Linked DNA regions of Mus musculus: region 2 is linked to region 1. A link is a contact called in public HiChIP or PLAC-seq data. All regions are on one chromosome and are shown on one strand. The core of a region is the stretch at or near the end of the contact, and the rest is flanking DNA. Distances in the headings are between cores, read along the strand shown.

Region 1 (5,539 bases), core at 2,105-4,604:
GCCCCAAGTAGCTCAGATAAAGATCGTGAGTCATTCGGGGTCACTGGATGTGACACTCAGGACTAGACTCCTGAGTCAAAGCCTGAAGCTTTTTTTTTTTTTTTTTAATTTATTTATTTATTACATGTAAGTACACTGTAGCTGTCTTCAGACACACCTGAAGAGGGCGTCAGATCTCATTACAGATGGCTGTGAGCCACCATGTGGTTGCAGGAATTTGAACTCAGGACCTTTGGAAGTGCTCTTAACCACTGAGCCATCTCTCCAGCCCCAGACTGAAGCTTTTTTAAAAGTTTTATTATTGTTGTTAATATTATTAATTGTTCTGGCAGATTTGAGGCGTGTACTTCACAAATGCTAGACAAACTTTCTGTGTAGCACTGAGCTATATCCTCAGCCGGTCCTTTCTTTCTCTAAAGGCAGTTAGAAACACTGGCGACGTTGGTTAAGGACATGGACTCAGAAGCTTGGGTTGGAGCAGGGGTGAGGCTCAGCTGGTAGAGTGCCCTTGCTTGTCATGCATGAAAGCCCTGGGTTCAATTCCCAGCACCACATAAACGGGCACAGTGGGTCCCACCTGCCATCCCAGCACTCAGAAGGTCCAAGGGGAGTGTCCCAAGTTATCCTTAATTACACAGCAAGCTTGGACCAGACACGAGCCTCCATCTCAAGACAAAAGAAAAACAAGCAAAAACAGAAGGAAAGGTTCTTGCTGTTTGGGGTGTGTGTACAGAGGCTACATGACAGCCTTGGGCGTTTATCTTCAGGTAACATGCACTTTTTTCTTTTCTTTTCTTGGTTTTTCAAGACAGGGTTTCTTTGTGTAGCTCTGGCTGTCCTCAAATCGGAAACCAGCAGCCTGAGTGCTGGGCATGTGTTACCCCCACCCAGCTTACTTTCTGTTTTTAATTTGTTAAATTTTATTAAGTGGGTGCGTGTGCCAGAGTGTGCCGTGGAAGTCTTCTTCCACCGTGTGGATCCCTGGGCCCAAACTCTGTGAGGCTCAGCAGCAAGCACCTTCACCTCATGTCTCCTGTCCAACCTTGGTTATTTTTAGACAAGTCCCCCCCTCCCCCCCAAACAAACATACATAATTTCTCTGTATGACCTGTGGTTTGCCAATTCCAATAGGCTGGCTGGCCAGCAAGGTCCAGGGATTTGTCTGTCTTCACATCCCCAGTGGGGCCAAAATCACAATTTAGATATCTTTTCTTTCTTTTTTTTTTTTTTTTTAAGGATTTATTGTATTTTATTTTATATACATTGGTGTTTTGCCTGCATGTATGTCCTCGTGAAGATGCCAGATCCCTTGAAACTGGAGCGTCAGACAATCGTGAACTTCCATGTTGGGAACTGAACCAACTCAGCAGCTCAGCTTTTTTTTTTAAGTGCTGGAGACTGAACTCAGGGCTCACTTGAATGACAAGCATTTTACCAGCTAAGCTAACTTCCCTGGCCCAATGCTTTTCTGTTTTTTTTTTGTTTGTTTGTTTGTTTGTTTTTTCCGAGACAGGGTTTCTCTGTGTAGCCCTGGCTGTCCTGGAACTCACTCTGTAGACCAGGCTGTCCTCAAACTCAACAATTCACCTGCCTCTGCCTCCCAAGTGCTGGGACTAAAGGCGTGTGTCACCACCGCCGACTACAATGCTTTTCTGATATGCTTCCCATGTTAAAGGGAGGAAATTTTGCTTGGGATGGCTAAGCGCTGCCAACTTCACAATGTTTAGAATCTCCCAGGAGATGGTCCTCAGGGCATGTTTCTAAGGGAATTTTCTACAGTAGGTTTAATTGATGTGGGAAGACCCAGCCTAACCACCACTCTGTGGGCTTGGGGTTCATGCTGACTCAAAAGGAGAAATCTGAGGACCAGCATTCAGTGTTTCCTGATAGCTGGTGGGTACAGTGTGACCCGCTGCCTCAGGTCCTGATAGCTGGTGGGTACAGTGTGACCCACTGCCTCAGGGTCCTGCTGCCATACCATCAGGCATGCTGACTGCAACCTCAAACAGTAGTAAGATCAAGTCCATCCCGAAGTTGCTCTGAAGGGACTTTGTTTGGAAACACATAAAGCAGGGAACAACTGCCTCTTTCTTTAACCCTGCAGCTTCGATCTAACCTAGAAGCTGTTCTGGGTTCCCTTTTCACAGGAGGCTGAGATCCCCGATTCTCAGGAGGGTAGCTTTTCCAGGCTTACAACTTGCCTTCTGACTTCCAGGCTCTGTCCTGCCATGTTGTCCAGTCCTGTCCATCCGGTGTCCCATCTCTCCTCTATGCCCCACCCTGCCCCCAAGCTGATCCCTCTGCTCTGAGTCCTCCAAGCCACTGCATATCCGGCTCAACTTTGCCTCTATTCCAGTTGCTGCAGGACATGAAATGGAACCCTGTTCCAGGAGAGCAACATTCAAGACTCTAAGACTAAAGCCACTTAAACTAAGACCCTCTTTTTTGTTTTTGTTTTGTTTTGTGTGTAGCTCTGGCTGTCCTGGAACTGGCTATGTAGACCAGGCTGGCCTGGAACTCAGAAATCTATCTGCTTCTTTTTTTTTTTTTTTCCAAGACAGAGTTTCTCTGTGTAGCCCTGGCTGTCCTGGAACGAACTCTGTAGACCAGGCTGGCCTCGAACTCAGAAATCCGCCTGCCCCTGCCTCCCAAGTGCTGGGATTAAAAGTGTGCGCCACGACGCCCTGGCTCTATCTGCTTCTTGAGTGCTGAGATTAAAGTTGTGTACCACCACCGCCATTGGACACCTGACCCTCTTTGGATGAACGACCTTACAGGATGTCCTTTGTTCCTCTATCTGCCTCCTCCATTACCAAATTGAGATGACTAATAGTCTTTTCCCAGCACGGTGATGACACGTTTGTACAGAAAGCACCCACAGCCAAGCCTGGCTCTTTACCAGTACAGTGTTTACTACTGAGAATAGACAGGGCCCAAGGCCCAATTTTCCTAACCCACTGAGGGGTGTAGTCAGGGCCTCCTTCCCCATCTGGCATTAGGGCTGAACCCTCACTTGTCTACTGGTCAGGTAAGGCTTCGCACACCAGAGGCACAGCTATGCAGGGGCTCCCCACAGTTGGGTACAGCATCTCTCCAGGGGCTCCAATGCAGGTTCACTGCAAGGGAGAAGCCAAGCCAGGAAACCAGATGGGACAAGAAGAAGGGCCTGTACTGCCAGCAGGGTTTGGAGGCCCCACCCGGAAGAAGAGAAATATAGAAGGTCCTGTGAGGTGGGAGTAGGCTCCAGGCACAGCCTCTATTGGCTCCACTCCCCAAGACTGAGGCCTCTCCACCATCTGTCACCCCAGCTGGGAACAGTCAGGGGGCCTGAGAGCCTCTCCCAGCTCAGTGACTCAGCAAGAGCCTTCCTCAAAGCTAATCAGGCTGGGTTCCGGCCTTGTTCTGAGGCCAGGCCCCTGCTTCGGTACAAGGGTTCCATCTCACTTCCCTGTCCACTCCCCTACCACGCCCCATAGCTCCCCCACCACTGAGACTACCAGTCAGTTCCCTTGGAGCAGGCATCGCCTTTATGCCTCTGGCACTTAGATTTGTGACAAGTCTCACACTCTGGCAGCTTACTCGATGATGTGCACAGTTCCAGCCTTTTATTTCTGTTATTTCAAGGCCCTCAAAAGACACAGTATGCCAGGTGTGGTAGCACCTGCCTTTCGTCTCAGTATTTGGGAGACAGAAGTGGGAAGGTATCTGTGAGATGGAGACCAGCCTGGTCGACATAGTGAGTTACAGGCTAAGAAGGACTACATAATGAGAATGTGTCTCAACAGAAATGAAGAAGCCAGTGGCAAAGGGTTGTCTATGGCTGCCCCAGGTCCGGATGCCGAGGTCTGGCTCCAACTCTTGCCGGCTGCACCTCTCCTTTCTGCCTTGTGCTGAGCCCTGCTCCCTGCCGGCTCTTGCCGGCTCTTGGGCACACGTCTAGTCTGGCCTGCTCGGAGCCACAGCTAGTCCTCAGGTAGCAGCAGAAGCTGGGGTACAGTCTGCTGTGCAAAGAGGGGTGTGTGAGGCCAGGGTGCAGCTTGGCTTACTGGTCTCCAGTGCACGACACAGAACGAGGGCAGGCTGCCAGCCCCAGGTTTTGTTCTGAGACGTCTCACTCTGTAGCCCAGGCTGGCCTTGCACAGCAATCTTTCTGTCTTCCAAATCCTTAGAGTGAACTACTACGTCTGTTCTTTCCCTTTTTCTTTTCCAGATAGAATCTTGCTATGTAACCCTGGGTAGTGGATTACTACTATGATGAAGTCTATGAAGGCTTCGAACTCAAAGCAAGCCTCCTGCCTCGACTTCCTGAGTGCTGAGACTACTGGTATGGGCCACCATGCTTGGCTTCGTTCCTTTTCTGGCAACTCAAAGGCAATGTTGATGTATCAGCCAAAATCAATGAGCCATGAATCATCACATTTCAGGAATTTTCAAAATAACCTTCGAATGTCTGGCATAGGGAATCTAAATAGCCAGTGGCTGGTTCACAGTGCCTCACTGCTCGTGGTCCGCAGGGAGGTTTTCTTTTTTGTTTTAGTAGTAGTAGTAATTTTGAGACAGTCTCTGTAGCCCTGGCTGTCCTGGAACTCACTCTGTAGACCAGGTTGGCCTTGAAATCACAAAGATCTGCTGGCTTCTGCCTCTGGAGTGCTGGAATTAAGGGCAAGTATTACCACTGCCCAGCTTAGTCTTTTATTATTTTAACTATGTGTCTGTGTGGGAGTGCTCATGTGAGTGCAGGGAGTTGAACTTCTGTAAGAGCAGGACCAGCTCTTCGTTGTCAAGCCATCTCTCCTGGACATTCTTAAAGCTGTGTATCTCTGGAGATTTGGGGTTTCTTTCATAGAGGGTAGGGTCTGAGCACTGATTAATTTTTTAAAAAGTTCTCACAATGACTCAAAGATTGAGAGCCACTGTAGTGAGAATTCTGGAATTGTGGTTTCTTTAAAAATACAGAAATATTTTAAGAAAGCACTTTTGTTTTAATCCCAGGTGTGGGGTGTGGGCTGCATCGGACCGTCCACAGCAGCTGACTATGATTTGCCTCGTGCTCTAGCAGAGGCATGGTTTTACCAGCTGCAGATAGTTTCTGCAACTGTGTGACATTTGGAATTCTGGGAACTTTTCAGAGGGTACATAAATGCTAGCACCCCAACAAGCGTGGGTGGTTGTTGGCTTCATTTGGTTGGTTTTGGTTTGTTAGTAGTCATGCTCATAAAAGAAACAAAAGTTCAATTCAGGGATCTCTCTCCTCTCTCCTTTTCTCTTATCTAGTGGTAGGGGGTGAAATGGGGTGGAGGGGAGGATAAAGGGTGGGGAAAAGAACCCACAAAGCAGCAAAGACCAGCTATAAGCCATCTGGAGGTGATGGTGACAGCACTAGCCCAGGCTAGCCTGGGTTACCCAGAGCGATGCTGGTGTGTGTGAGTGAGCTGAGTCTAGTGGTTTATGCTTATAATCCTAGCACTTAGGAAGTAGGAAGAAAACTACAACATGAAGGACTGAGATACAGAGCAAGTTTTCAGCTAGCTAAGGCTAC
Region 2 (5,709 bases), core at 2,923-5,422, 460 kb after region 1:
GGGGCCAGCCTGGGCTACATGAGATTCTGTCCAAAACAAACAGACAAAAACATCTGCACCTCCTTTCTCCCTTGAAGCTTTCATTATGCCAACAGGACGGATTTGGCAAAATGCTCCTTACAGAATGTTGCTTGCCTCCATGACATCATCTTTCTATGAATACAGTGATGTCAGAGTTTTGCTTGTATTTTTCTCCTCTATATTTTTTCAGCTAATGTTCATGAAAAGTGAGTGTTTGGATCTGTGCTACTAACAAAGGAAAGTCTTGCTCAAGAAAGTGTATTTGATCTACACAAGAATGGGCCCATCAATAATCTGGCATAGATGAAAGAAGGGTTTAGAGAGTCACTGGGAAAGCGATAGGTATAAGGGATCAGTAAGCATGGGAGGAGATATGAGAGGATTAGGGGAGACAGCAGCCAGAATGCACTATATACATATAAAATTGCCAAAGAACTTAAATTTAAAAAGTATACTCTTAAAAGTGTATGGTTTTCTTTATATGTCTGAGTGTTTTGCTTATGTGTGTGTGTGCACAAGAATACCTAGTACAGAGGGTAGCAGTTAGCACCAGATCCCCTGGCACTCAAGTGACTGAGTTGTAAGCAACCATATGGGTGCTGGAGACCCAACATGGGTCCTCTGCAAGTGCAGGTGTTCTAACCACTGAGATATCCATCTTTCTAGCTCTAAAGTATATTTAAGAAAAATATGTCATACCATTTTTTTTTTTCTGAGACAAGTTTTCTCTGTGTAGCCCAGGCTGTCCTCAAATTCAGAGGTTTGCCTGCTTCTGCTCCCCAGGTGCTGGGGTTGAAGCTGTGCACCACTACCACCACCAGTGCAATACCATCTTGTTTGCCCTTTGCTAAAAAATAGAATCAAGTTCCTCATTGGCTAATGTTTTGTCACCTTGAAGGAGCCGACTCAGTGGGCAAACGTGCTTGCCACCAAGCCTGACAACTTGAGTTCTATCCTTGAGACCCACATGGTAGACATATTGTCTTCTGATCTTCACACATGCACAGTGATACATGTGCCCCCATACATAAGGACACATGGGATGGCTAATCTTGGTTATCAACTTGACTACATCTAGAACTAACTAAAACCTAAGCTGGGCACGTCTCAAAAAAAAACAAAAAAACAAAAAAAAACAAAAAAAAACCAACAAAACACCAAAACCCTCTGAGGGATTTTTTTCCTGGTTACATTATTTGAGTTATAAGACCTTTCCTCAATCTGGGCCATTCCTTCTGGTGGCAGCCCACATAAAAGGGCATGGAAGAAGGAATTCGTCTGCCCTGTTCCTGAGCCACCCCTTCACTGGTATTAGTGAAAGACCCACAACGTGAGGACTCCCCCACGTTCTGACTCAGGAGAGGCGACACCCCAAAATCACCAACGAGAAACGGTCTTGCTGCAAATTGCAAGAGGATTTTTATTCAAGAGCGCTCTTGGGCCCACGGTCATACACCAAGCAGGGGTAGAGGACCGTGGTGCCCCAAGTAGCTGAGTAAGGGGGTATTTAAAGGAAGGAACCACAACTCAAGGAGGTGGGAAGGGCGTTGTTGGAAAATACCAAAAATGCCAGTTAAGAGTCACAAGGAAGTACAAAGTCACAAGTGTCAGGTTATCTCTCAAGACAGTTTCTAAGAGCCCCTAACAATCTAAGAGCCCCTAGCAATAGCACCTTTGCATAGTGGGTTCTAGGAATGGTCAGGGTGGGTCAGGGTGACTCTCTTTGAATGAACACTCTTTGAGCCCAGGAAGCGGGTGGGTGGAGGAAGGAATGTCACTATCTGTTTTATGATTAGCATACCTTGGAGCACTGAGTTTACTACTCTTTCATTAGAACCTACTTCTTCAGGATTCCAACACAGACTGAAGACCAGCAGCTCTCTAGGACTTCCCTGGGACTCTAGCACCAGATGGGACTGCCGAGACAGCCAGTCTTCTGAACTGAACAACTACTTGATCCTTGCCCTTTCAGTCAGGAGACAGCCACTGTTGGGCTGCTAGAACCACAGCCTCTAAGCCACTCTAATAAATCCCATATATGTATATTCATTGTAACCGTTCTATTCCTTTAGAGAACCCTAACTAATACAACACACAAGTAAACATACCTCTTTCTTTGTCTGGTTTTCCAGACTGGGTTTGTGTAGCCTATGCTGTCCTAGAACTATGTAGACTAGGATGGCTTTGAACTCAGAGATCCACCTGTCTCTGTTTCCTGAGTGCTGGGGTAAAAGGTTTGTCCCACCACCACTTGGCAATAAACATACATATTTGTTGTTTTGCTTGTTTGTTTTTTTTGTTTTGTTTTGTTTTGTTTTTCCAGTCATGGTTTATCAGTTTAACAGCCTTGGTTATTCTGGAACTAAGTCTGTAGACCAGGCTGGCCTCACGCTCACAAAGATCTGAAAAACATACTTTTTTTAAAAGTAATTTTTTTTTTCTTTAAAAAGATCAATCAAGCTAGGCAGTGGTGGTGCATGCCTTTGGTCCCAGCACTTGGGAGGCAGAGGCAGGTGGATTTCTGAGTTTGAGGCCAGCCTGGTCTACAGAGTTAGTTCCAGGACAGCCAGGGCTACACAGAGAAACCCTGTCTCCAAAACCAAACAAAAACAAAAAGATCAATTGAGGAAGACACCTAACAATGGTTTCTGACCTCCACATACCAACACACACACTGAGACACAGAACAGCTAATTCTTGGGGAGTTAGGAGCTTTGGTTAGGTGGTAAAGGCGCATTCATAGTGCAAGATGCCAGTAAATGACCACTTCTTCCCCACCAGTAGTCCAGCTCCTAACAAAAGGTCCTTTGGAGCAGGCTCTCCAGCATTAGGATCGACTGCTTATCTCTTATTCCAAAAGACTACCTGACACCCTGCAGAGGACAGGCTCCTCTTCCAAGAGTTACTTCTGCCAGCCCAGAACAGGAAGGACAATGAACCGGCTCCACCAAGCAACCCCAGGTTGGTTATATTAGTCGCCTTCTGAGTGGCCTGCAGACACTACCTAGGAAGAAAGGAGGGGGGGGGGGGAGGAGAGAGAGAAATGCTAGTGAATGAAGCTCACCGCACCCAGCCTTCTCCCCACTTAGGCTGTTCCTGGTCTCTCCAGAAACTGAATTGGAAGCTAGAGGCCACATCAGGCCTACTCTTTAACTTGGGATCTTCAGGTTTTCCGTCCCGCCGTCCCGACTTCCGGAACTTCAATCCTAAGGAACTTAAACCTAAGAAAATGGGAAATTCCCAAATCCTTAACATTTAATCGATATTCACCGGCGTTAAGAACAAGAAAAATTACGTTAGGTGGAGAAACTTTAGCTTTCCTACACTTGTCCAAATATAACAAGAAACGTGATATAGTAGTTGGTCGCTGACCAGCCTTTGAAAAATGACGCTTTTCGGTCGACTAGTGCTAAAATCAGACTGCCCTCAATTAAAATGGCGGTGCAGGCACAATTGAGCTTCTTTGCCCCTACGTATTATGGCGGGCAGGAGATTTCACGCAGTTTCTCCTAACCCCGGAAGACCGGAACCGGCAATTGGGCGGTGCTTAAGACACACAGAAGAAGGCCTCTGACGGTTGGACAGCGCTGCATAAGGCAGGCTTTAAAGAAGCCGGAGGTGGGAGCTGTTTGAAACCCGGATCCTTGGAAAGCTGCGGTGAGAGGCGTAGGGGAGGGGTGGGAGTGGGGGGGACCGGGCTGGAGAGAGGGCCGGGAGGCGGGGGGAGAAGAAAACGTTTGAGCCAACTGGTCCGGGGCGCCCGAGAACGCGGGGCGGGGATCCAAGTAGGGCGGGGGCTTGGGGTGGGATGTTACCGGTGGGCTGGACCTTCTGGGATTGGAGTGAATGGTCTACCGGTTGGTTTGACAGTTTATAACCCAGAATCCGGACTGAGTTCAGTGATGAGTTTAGGCCTCCCCCAAGGGGAACTTCGTTAAGCTGAAGCTCTCAGTGGGAGGAGGCAAGTTGCGCGGCTTCTGATTGGAAGAACCGCGCAGTAGGATTCTTTCCACAGAGATCCAATTTAGGCGATCTGGTAGGAGGGAGGGCTGTTACTAAGTGGAGTAATTCTTTTGGAGCTCTTGCTTGGTGGGGCGAGGACCACAGAGGAATCTAGCGGAAACGGAAGCCTCTCGGGACCGGGATCCCACCGGATCCCAGAGAACCTCAGGGAGGCATCTAACAGGGACAAAGGTCCCAGGAGGCTCGAGCGGTGGGAGAGCTGTAACCTCCGCAATCCAGTCTCGCGGCAGGTGCCAGGCAGGGCCCGAGTGATCAAGGCGGCTGCAGCGGGAAGACCCGGCTCCGAGAGGCCGGCCGGGGGCGCCCTTTGGAGGAAGGGCCTGTGCCCTACCGGGAGCCGCAGGCGGACTATGAAGGGCGGAGTCCCGGGGGAGGAACTGGCCCTCATTCCCCACTCCCCCGCTCCCCAATTTACCCCAGGCCTCAGCCTGGGATACCCCAGGGACTCCCCGGAACCGCCGCTTCCCCCATGGACTTGCCTGGGAACTCCAGGTGAGAGCGTACCCCGCCCGCCTGACTTGAGCTCGGGAGACGGGGATGCTGACGGCTGCACCCGACTACAACAGAGGCAACAACAGGTTCAGGCAACTGTCTTCTACTTTCACCCTCCAGCCCTTTTACACAGCCAAGCCTGTGCCGTCAGCCTCTATCTCGAGCATCATGGGAAGCCAGGAGCCCGAAAAGACCGAGGCTGCAGCCTTTGGGGACCCCTTCATCCCTAGAAAAGGCCTCTCGGAGGGTCCTTGCCGTGGTGTTGGAAGATGTCATGACTACAAACAGGGTGAGCCCTTTAAGTGAAAGACCACTCCCTCTTCCCTATCCTCCATCCCCGCCCTGGCTTAGTACTAAAGTCAGACCAGTTCCACTAAGCCAGCCTTCAAAGCAGCCTCCATAATGCAAGACCATATGGTTTTGGGTAATTCATGTGCCTGTCCAGTCACCCACTCACCCAACCACATCCTACTAAGTATGAAAAACTCTTCTGACTGCCCTGTTATCGCTATCCTTTGCTACTTGGTGGGTTCTTCCATCCTCCCAACCCCCTAACACTAGTTAAGAAAGAAAAAGAATAGAGAGGAAAGAGATCTCCGAATAAAGGCAAGGGAGGGAATGGGGCGATGGTAGGCTACTTTCTGCTGATTAGGGGTGTCGAGTTCCTTGGGGCAGGTTTGATCTTCGCCATCAGGATATCTACTTTCTTCTTGTGAATAATAACAAACATCCAATCAATAACCAACCCATTCCTTGGGGGCCTTAACATGAAAAGTCCCCAGAATTCCAAAAGTCATACAATTGCAGAACCTGTCTGTAGCTGGCAAAATTATGCCCCTGCTGGAGGCAAATCTTAGTAAGTTGCTATGGACAATCTAAAGCAGTCCCATATCCCACACCTGGGAGTAAAACAAAAACATGATATTTTCGTGCTTTTTAAAAAAGAAACCAAAGCCGGGCAGTGGTGGTGCAAGCCTTTAATCCCAGCACTTGGGAGGCAGAGGCAGGCAGATCTCTGAGTTCGAGGCCAGCCTGGTCTACAGAGTGAGTTCCAGGACAGCCAGAGCTACACAGAGAATCCCTGTCTCAGAAAACAAACAAACAACCCCCCCCCAAAAAAAAAACCCAAAAAAAGAAAGAAAGAAAAAAAAAACCCAAAAATCCAAAATTGTC

The links. HiChIP or PLAC-seq counts read pairs in DNA pulled down with a chosen protein or histone mark.
Region 2: an H3K27ac HiChIP or PLAC-seq map of hepatocytes shows a contact between it and region 1, with 4 times the contacts expected there. The contact joins the promoter of Prr14 here to the enhancer-like site in region 1. A contact is called at or near these places in 1 of 39 promoter capture datasets (erythroid cells), 5 of 484 Hi-C or Micro-C datasets (CD8 T cells, embryonic stem cells, erythroblasts and 2 more), 7 of 115 datasets of contacts at active chromatin or transcription factors (double positive thymocytes, hepatocytes, pancreatic cancer cells and 4 more) and 1 of 9 other capture datasets (liver).

Annotation. Positions count from the first base shown.
Region 1 is chr7:127,005,522-127,011,060 of GRCm38.p6, forward strand. All of the region lies in intron 1 of Mvp (major vault protein), which reads right to left. Among named protein-coding and RNA genes, the nearest start is that of Mvp, 6.3 kb to the right of the region's middle. Within about 2 kb of position 3,355, at least 296 of the 459 cell types and tissues checked have an H3K27ac peak or open chromatin away from gene starts, as enhancers often do. A contact at or near this core is called in CD8 T cells, embryonic stem cells, erythroblasts and 7 more, where this site is marked.
Region 2 is chr7:127,467,442-127,473,150 of GRCm38.p6, forward strand. It overlaps Prr14 (proline rich 14), which reads left to right and starts at 4,173. Exons shown (of 11, transcript NM_145589.2): 1 at 4,173-4,536; 2 at 4,657-4,825. The coding sequence starts at 4,514.